2 separate regions of the Rattus norvegicus genome follow, and region 2 is linked to region 1. The links are chromatin contacts, called in public Hi-C maps. All regions are on one chromosome and are shown on one strand. Each heading gives the region's core, a stretch centred on a gene start, on an enhancer-like site or on the middle of the called end of the contact. The rest is flanking DNA. Distances are from core to core; before and after follow the strand shown.

Region 1 (3,978 bases), core at 663-3,162:
TGCTAATCACAATAGCTGCTGAGGATGTCTCCTCTCAGCCAATCCACGAAATGCTTTCTACCAATTTAACCCTCAAAAACAACCTGTGTGTGAAGAGTTAGTGACTACTGATTATCCTTGTAAGTAAACCGAGGCACAATCAAATCACTGGTACAGGCATGCAAACAAGGAAAGGCGGGAGGAATAGGTCAGGCCAGGCCATCCTTGGGGAAAATGGGGAAGTAGATGAGATCAGAATCTGATTCCTCACCCTCCTTTTCTAACTGGCTTTACCTTCCCATCCAGAGTATAGCTGATACTTGCTCCCAGGAGACCCCTTCCGCATCGGAATTCCCAGTTTCCCAGCAGATGACATTTGTCTCAGTAGAGACAAGGAAAGCATCAACACAGAATTTCCGGGCTGTGGCTGTAGCTGGGATTGGGGGTAGGAGGACAGAGGCAGCCAAATCGAATCTTCACTACTTAAGGGCCCCTGATAGGACACTCCCAGTCCCTCCTATCTGAATGGAGGCCAGTTACATCCTACTGTCCCCAAACCCCGGAGGGCACAAGATGAGTACTGATAACTTTTTTGTTCCAAAGAGTGGAGGCTCAAAGAGATGAGGTCACAGAATTAAAACAGGCAGCCACGGGAATTCACTCGGGACCAGGCCCGGGACTTTTAAACGGAAATACAAAGTATGGTACTCCAGAGTCTCCTATCATCTGCTGCACCTCAGAAAGTCCTGGCTTTTACAGAAACTGCTTCCTGCTGACCCTTCCTGAGCTCTTCTCATGACTGGGTGGGATGACAGGACATTCCCAGCGGTGTGCAGCTCTGGGCAGTGGCCAAGGTCTCGAGGTGGGGGTGGGGTGGGGTAGGGAAGAGCACAAAAGTAGGAATCCCTCCCGAATGGCTGTCCCCAAGCCATTTAGTTCCACACACTTCATACTGCATCTGCGTCTGGGGGATCCCGCCAATCATTTGCACCCAAGCACCTTAGATCCTCCTCGCACACAGGCTCTGTGAAGGCCAGTCCAAAGGTCACTGTCCCCAGCTGATTCAGCAGGGTGGCAGATGGGATCCCGGCAGCGCCTCAATCCAGGCAGAAAGTTAGCTGCTGGATGGGCCTGCCTAAAGTTTTAAGTGCTTCTTATCTACTACCCTACTCCTCACCCCCATCCTGGCCCCAGGACCCAAGGACGCAAGCTGGAGCTCAAGCAGAGCAGCGGTGCACCATGGTGCATGGGGCTGACTGGGCTGGGGTAGCGAGTGCTTGCATCCAAAGTTCAGCCCTGGCTGGAGCCATGTCTACACAGATACCCTGGGCTCGAACATACTCTTACCAAACCCGCCCAGACGCACAGCGTGCGCGGCTTTTCCAGTTAACAAAGTCTGGGTTTGAAAGTTTGGCTAAGTGCGGCAGTCGCCAAGGCCGCCCCCTTTCCTTGCAGAACCCAGGTCCGGTCTTGGTCCCTACTGGGGGATCGCGCGGGGGGTGGGGTGGGGGCGCTCATTTCAGCATGACACCCACGATGTCCCATAGCCCAGAGCACTATCCGGGGCACCCAGGGCTCTAGGGGACCAAGCTGAGCAAAGGGCAGGACGCGGGCCACCTCGGGAGCGACGGGCACGGGTTGCCACTTACCCGGCAGGGTGGGCGCTCGCGGGAGCCTCGGCGCGTCGCATTGTGGGGCGGGCGATTGGGGACGCGGCGACCTCCGCGTGGCGCTGGCGCTGTCCCTCGCCGAGGGCCGGGCCGGCCGCCGCCGCCAGCCGCGCGCCCAGTGGGGAAGCGCGGAGCCGCTGCCTTCCACTTCCTGGATCGCAGCGCGCGGGGCTTGCAGGAAGAGGCCGGCCCTGGTGGTCAAGGGTTTTTTGTCAGAAGCCATTCGGCCGCGGCTGCTCGCAGCAGGGAGCCCCCTGGGGCGCGCGGAAGCCCGGCCGCGCCCCTGGGGCCGGGCCTGGAGGCGGGCGGTGCCGGGGTCGAGGACAACACGAACTGTGGCCGCCCAGAGCCTGCGAGGAAAACTCACAGGAAAGTTTCCAAGTTGGCACCGGGCAGCGTGGCCCTTAAGGGCCGGCAGGTGACGAGGCCCAGGGCCCGAATGAGACCTCTTACATCCCAGGGGGAACCACGACCCTCGCCCACTCCTGTTCCCAAGGCGGGCTACCACCTTCACGTCCCGACAGGTGGCCGTGCTATCTCTCTCTCTCTTTGATGCCTCCTCTGTTGAGAAGCTCACTATTTAACAAGGCAGATATCATGCACCAAGCCTAACATCTAAGGCACCTGTGCTAGATTCAACAGCCAGACAGAGGCTGAAGGAGAAAACCTACCAGTTTACACAACAGCTGCGAGGTGTGAGGCCTCTTCTTTAAGTGCCAGACACTCAAAAATGTCTCCTGAGCCAGCTAAGCCCGTGAGACCAGGTAATAGCGCACCTCAAATGTCACCTTGTCTAATTCATTCTCAGTCTGGGCATTATTTAGACAACTGGGGACAGATGAAATGTTGTGTGCTTGGGACTGTCTTGTCTTGTACATTTTAGAAGTAACCCAGTTTCCATCCACGTCCTTGGCTTCTGCCCATTATTACACTCTAATGCTAGAGTGTCCACACACCTGTCACAACCACTTCTCTCTTGGCATTTCCTCCAAATCAGCCTGTGGAAGTAAGAAGAGAAACATAATTAACAGTCTCCTGCTGTATTTGTCAAGCTCTGGCAGAACCTCTCAGGAGACAGCTATATATCAGGCTCCTGTCAGCATGCACTTCTTGGCATCAGCAATATTGTCTGGGTTTGGTGGCTGAATATGGGATGGATCCCCAGGATCCTTGCAGCCAAACATTGAACTGAGAATGGGGTCCCCAATGGAGGAGTTAGAGAAAGGATTGAAGGAGCTGAAGAGGTTTGCAACCGTGTAAGAACAACAATACCAACCAACCAGAGCTCCCAGGGACTAAACCACCATCCGCTGCATTTGTAGAAGAGGATGGCCTTGTTGGGCATCAGTGTCCCAGTGTAGGGGAATGTCAGGGCAGGGAGGTGGGAAGGGGTGGGTGGGGGAACACCCTCATAGAAGCAGAGGGAGGGGGATGGGATAGGGGATTTATGGATGGGAAACCAGGAAAGGTGATAACATTTGAAATATAAACAATAAAAAAGTCTCCCGCTGGGAACCGTACATGGGGCAGCTGCTTTGGCAACTCGGAGAATGAAATTACATAACCAAAGGGGGTTATTTCAGCTTTCAATTCCAGGTTACAGTTCATCATTGTGGGGAAGTCAAGGCAGGGTGTCAAACAGCTGGTCACATGACATCCAGTCACGAGAAAAGAGAAATGAATGTGGCCACGTTTGCCTGGCTTATGATCAGCGATCAGCTCACTTTCTCTACTCTTACACAGCTCAGGACAGCCTACACAGGGAATGGTGCTGCCCACAGTGGGTTGAGTCTTCCCACATCAATAACTCAAGTAAGACAGTCCCTCACCAGTATACTCACAGGCTGACGTAATGCAGACAATCCCTTACTGAGAGTTTCTTCTCAGTGATTCTAGGTTGTGTCAAGTTGACAGATGAAGGCAATCTACCATTGTGTGTCCATGCAGAACCTTGTATATGGCTGTTCATATCGGCCTTATTCTGTTATGCAGAGCTGGAGCTCAGAGGTAGAATGCTTGCCCGCCATGTGTGTGGGAGGCCCTACATTCAACCGCTCAGTACAGGAAGAAGAAAAAGAGAAAGAGAAGAGAAATACGAACCATTCACAGTAGCTAGTATGTGGAAGCAACCAAGCGTTCATCGATTGATGAATTCGATATGATAAGGGTAAATATGATGAGGGCTATTCAATCAGGGAATATTATCGAGCCACAGAATGAATGGGAGCCCAACAACAGGGTGCTTCTGCATAGATGAATCTTGAAAACGTGCTAAGCGACAGAAGCCAGTCGCTAAGCACACATTCCATTTGCATGAAGTGCTCAGAGT
Region 2 (3,978 bases), core at 1,054-3,553, 45 kb before region 1:
TGATACCCTAAGAGGCAGGTGCTTGTGTTCTTTCCACAGGATGCAGCACCTCTGCTGCATAGGGTACACATTCTCTGCGTATCCCTGACTGACCTGGCACTCAGTCTGCAGACCAGGCTGGCCCTGAAGCCAGATCTGCCTACCTCTGCCTTTGAGTGCTGGTATTAAAGGCATGTACCACCACTGCCTGGCTTGAGGCACACATGTTTTGTTCATGTGGTTTGAGTTGCAGGAAAGACCCTCTCCCAGCAAGATGGGGACCTACCCTACTTTCCTTTTGTAGAAAAATCAGCCCTTTGTTGGATGAACACAAGCACCTTCAATATTCTAGCCTTAAGGCTTCCTCCTCTTAGATACCCTCACACAATAGATATTCTTTAGCCATTCTTCATCCATGTAGGTTCTCAGTGTTTTGAAAAGCAGGCACCCAGGTTGTACTTACTGTCATTCTACTGTTGACCTGGGGTGACGAGCTTCAGGGAACACCCTGGAATTGTTTCTATGGGTGTCAGCTAGTGCTTGGAATAGTCTATGAATTCTTGTCACAGGCATCTTAGTTCAAAACCTAACACGTGAACACATGGTCTTTGAAAGGAGGCAGAAGATGGTTCAAAAGAAGGGAGCATAGGTCAGAAGAGGTCCAAACTCCAAGATGTCTTTAATAGTACAAAGCCACCATGGAATCCAGGTATGGTGGTTTGCACCTGTCATAGTAGCAGCGGAAAGGTTGAGCTAGGGGGAGCATGAGTTCGAGGCCAGCCTGGATTATAGACCCTCCAAATAGTTTCCCCACAAACCCATATCTCTTCTGGTAGCCCTGTGTACACCCGGGAGTTTTGCCTTTGGAAGTGCTTGCCCATGTGACCCTAACGAAGGCTCTGGGATAGAGATAGGATAGTGACTGTTGGTTTCATTCCATGGAAAGAGAAAGCTGAATTTCAGAGAAGCTACATGACACATGGCAAATCATGGCTCGAGGATGTAGTAATAAGTCACTGGAACCCAGGACCAGACATCTTATTTTCTCCTCTTTCTCTGTTGTTCTTTGTGCTCAGCAAATGAGAGAGAACTTGACCATGGCTACCGGGAAGCAGAGCCTACATATAGGCTGTGAACAGAGAAAGTGAATGGTAAATGTGACTTTGCTTAATGTTTTGAAACAAGGCACAGGAGACACACCAACATGGGTATCCTCCTAAACTCTTACTTAATCCAAAGTGCTACCTTGGAGCCAACCCTAAGAATGATTTTCCCCATTCATGGGGGAAAGAATGTAGGGTCTGTAGCTCGCACGTTCTGCCGCTGTGGCTTGGAGTGGGGAAGGTGAAGTAAGAACTTACTAGACTTTTCTTCTTTGATGGGGTACTCCAGAACTTCAGTCGAGGTGTTCTTCAGAGAAGGGAAGTGGACACATAGCACCAGTCGCTTCAGGCTGCTGTCCCGGCACACCAGGAACATCTGAAACAGCAGAAGCAGGGGCTCTGTGAATCAGAGGCTTTGGCGGAGGCAAGGGGGTCATCAGCAAGATGGAAATCATCCAGAAGGAATCTGAAGCAAACATCTGGGGAAGGTGGTCACTCATCCCTTGAGAAAAGTGAACCTGACCCATATCCAAATTTGAGATCCCCAAGTCTCCATTTACACTGAGCCCATGCATGGTGGATGCATGGGGAAGCTGTGGGATTCTGTATGAGGGTGGTCTGGGATCCAGGCTCAGAAAAGCCTCCATAGTTGGGAGTTGGTTGAATGTCAATTCATTCTCTAGCACCCAGCTCTTTTGGGGGAGGGGGTGAGAAGGGGGTGGGAAGTATGTTGAAAACAATTATAGGTTATCGGGAAATTTAGACATTTTTTCCCTTTTGTAAAAATGAAAGTAGCTAATATTCTGTTTGGACCTCGTGGTACCAATTGAGCACGTCCTCGTGTGTGCTAAGCAGGGTGCTTCTACTATGCTCCAGCCTTCCTTCCACTCATTGTTCTTTATTTTGAGACAAGGTCTCCTTAAGTTGCCTGGGTTGTACCACTTTCGATCATGGAGTGGCTCTATCCGTCGTGGTCCCCAGGGGCGTGGCCTCCCAGGTGCAATGGAAGGGAGAAGCCTCTCCTTTGTTACAAACTGCTGCTTTATAAAGTCCTTCCCAGGCCACACTTCCTCCCCAGATGACACTTTCTAGAATGTTCTGACTCCCTCGAACATTCTATCAAGGGAAGGAAAGTGCTTGGTCAGTGTCCCCGTTCCCTCCATACTCACTCTGTCCCTGAACTCTGTCTCCTGGGCTCAGGTCCCAAACAGCTCAGCTAGAAATCCCAAGACTAGGAATGTGGCCAAGCGGTTGAGGTTGGCAGGAGCACAGGGATCCCAGGACATCCCCAAGTGTGAGGACATGACCCCGAGTGTGGGAGGTTCTGGAGAAGACCTCTCCTTAGGTCCCCAGTTCTGCTGCCACAACTACTGCTTATTAATCCCACCATGACACAGCCAGATCATCGTAGGCATGAATGTAGTGTCGTTAATAAAACACACAGTGGGCTCACTGTTCTGGTCCACAGCAGCTATGAATGCAGGGTTGCAATAAAACTCACAGTGATCTCACCACTCCTGGTCCTCGGCGGCTGGCATGTACTGTCTCCCCAGTTGGCCCCAAGCCTGAACTTGCAACTTCTCATACTAAGTCTACTAGGGGTGTGGTAATGAGGAAACAGAGGAGAGTCAGGTAATCCGGTTCTTAAGATGGAACCATCTCGCCATGCTCTTGAAGGTTCCACCATCTCGCCATGCTCTTGAAGGTTGCTTTGCTGTGAGCATGCATGGCCCATGTGGAAGTTAGCTGAGGTGGGAAATGGGAGACCAGTATCTCTCTTTCTCTGGGCAGGGTGGAGAGAACATGAGAACCAGAAGCAGAAGGGGGGAGAAGAGGAGTTGCTGGTCTGTTTCCTTGCTTCTAGATGCTTCCATTAGACCTTACTCCCTAGAGACAATGGCTGAGACACTGACCTTGAACTGTCCCAAGGATATCTCTCAAATATGAAGCTACTTTGTTTCCTCCACAAGTTCAAGATCAACTTGCTTCTTTGCCCACAGATCTGTGGGAACCAGTGGGGCTGGAGGAAATGCATGTCAATGAATGTATGAGTGGGTGTGCCATAATATGAAATACAGCTGGTCTTTGTTTCCAGTTCTTGGTACAGAGCTTCAAAACCCTGGGAATTTCCTGAGGCAGGGGCATCTGTCATTTGTAAGAACTTTTCCAGACCAGGCATGGTGTTATGCTAACAGGAGCCCTTGGTTTCAGAGGAGGGCTGAACAGGGATTTCAGACCAGCCCTGCCCTGACCTAGGGGCGATGAGCAGAGTTGGGGTGGGTACCATTTCATTCCTGCCTATGCAATGAGACCCCTGTAAAATGCAGCTGGCTAGATCTGGGAGCACATGTTGGAATTCTAGGGTTTCTGTCCTCCTATGAGTCTCTGTAAACTAGAAAAGTGACAGGGTGTGCAGGGGGCTCCTGGGCAGGAAAACCAGACTTCCTTAATTACAAGCTGCAGACCTCAGGCCTTGGCTCTGAGTGGAGAGAGGCCAGGGTGAGCTGTGTGGAAAGCAGATGACAGAAGCCGGCACTAGGACATCTGATCACTCCTGGATACTCAGCAGGGTGACTACTGACTGGCCACACTACCAAGGTGCCTGCTTCTGAGAGGTTTCCCTGGTTGAACAGGTCACTAGCAGACCTCAATGGTCTGCATCCTCACTAACCAGACTTGACAGACATTCGGGTCAGCAGTCTGGCTTCTCTGGCTCTTTTCACCTTTCTCTCAACACAATCCACTAGGAACCCGTCCCCCACCCTTTCCAAGTGGGGCACTGAGCTGTGCACCACACTGGGGACAAACTTCTGTGAACAGCCAGGGTTTCTCCATCTGATCTCTGAACTAGTCAGTGGTGACAGCCCCCGGGGCCAACGTAGATTCCAATGTAGAG

Evidence for each region. Hi-C and Micro-C count contacts between places; a contact is called where the count stands out from the background.
Region 2: a Hi-C map of liver shows a contact between it and region 1, with 1.6 times the contacts expected there. The contact joins the enhancer-like site here to the promoter of Rin3 in region 1. A contact is called at or near these places in 3 of 12 Hi-C or Micro-C datasets (liver and psoas muscle).

Annotation. Positions count from the first base shown.
Region 1 is chr6:127,194,583-127,198,560 of GRCr8, reverse strand. It overlaps Rin3 (Ras and Rab interactor 3), which reads right to left and starts at 1,912. Exons shown (of 10, transcript NM_001414929.1): 1 at 1,629-1,912. The coding sequence starts at 1,669.
Region 2 is chr6:127,239,781-127,243,758 of GRCr8, reverse strand. It overlaps Rin3 (Ras and Rab interactor 3), which reads right to left. Exons shown (of 10, transcript NM_001414929.1): 3 at 1,341-1,458. Among named protein-coding and RNA genes, the nearest start is that of Rin3, 45 kb to the right of the region's middle. Within about 2 kb of position 2,303, at least 10 of the 93 cell types and tissues checked have an H3K27ac peak or open chromatin away from gene starts, as enhancers often do.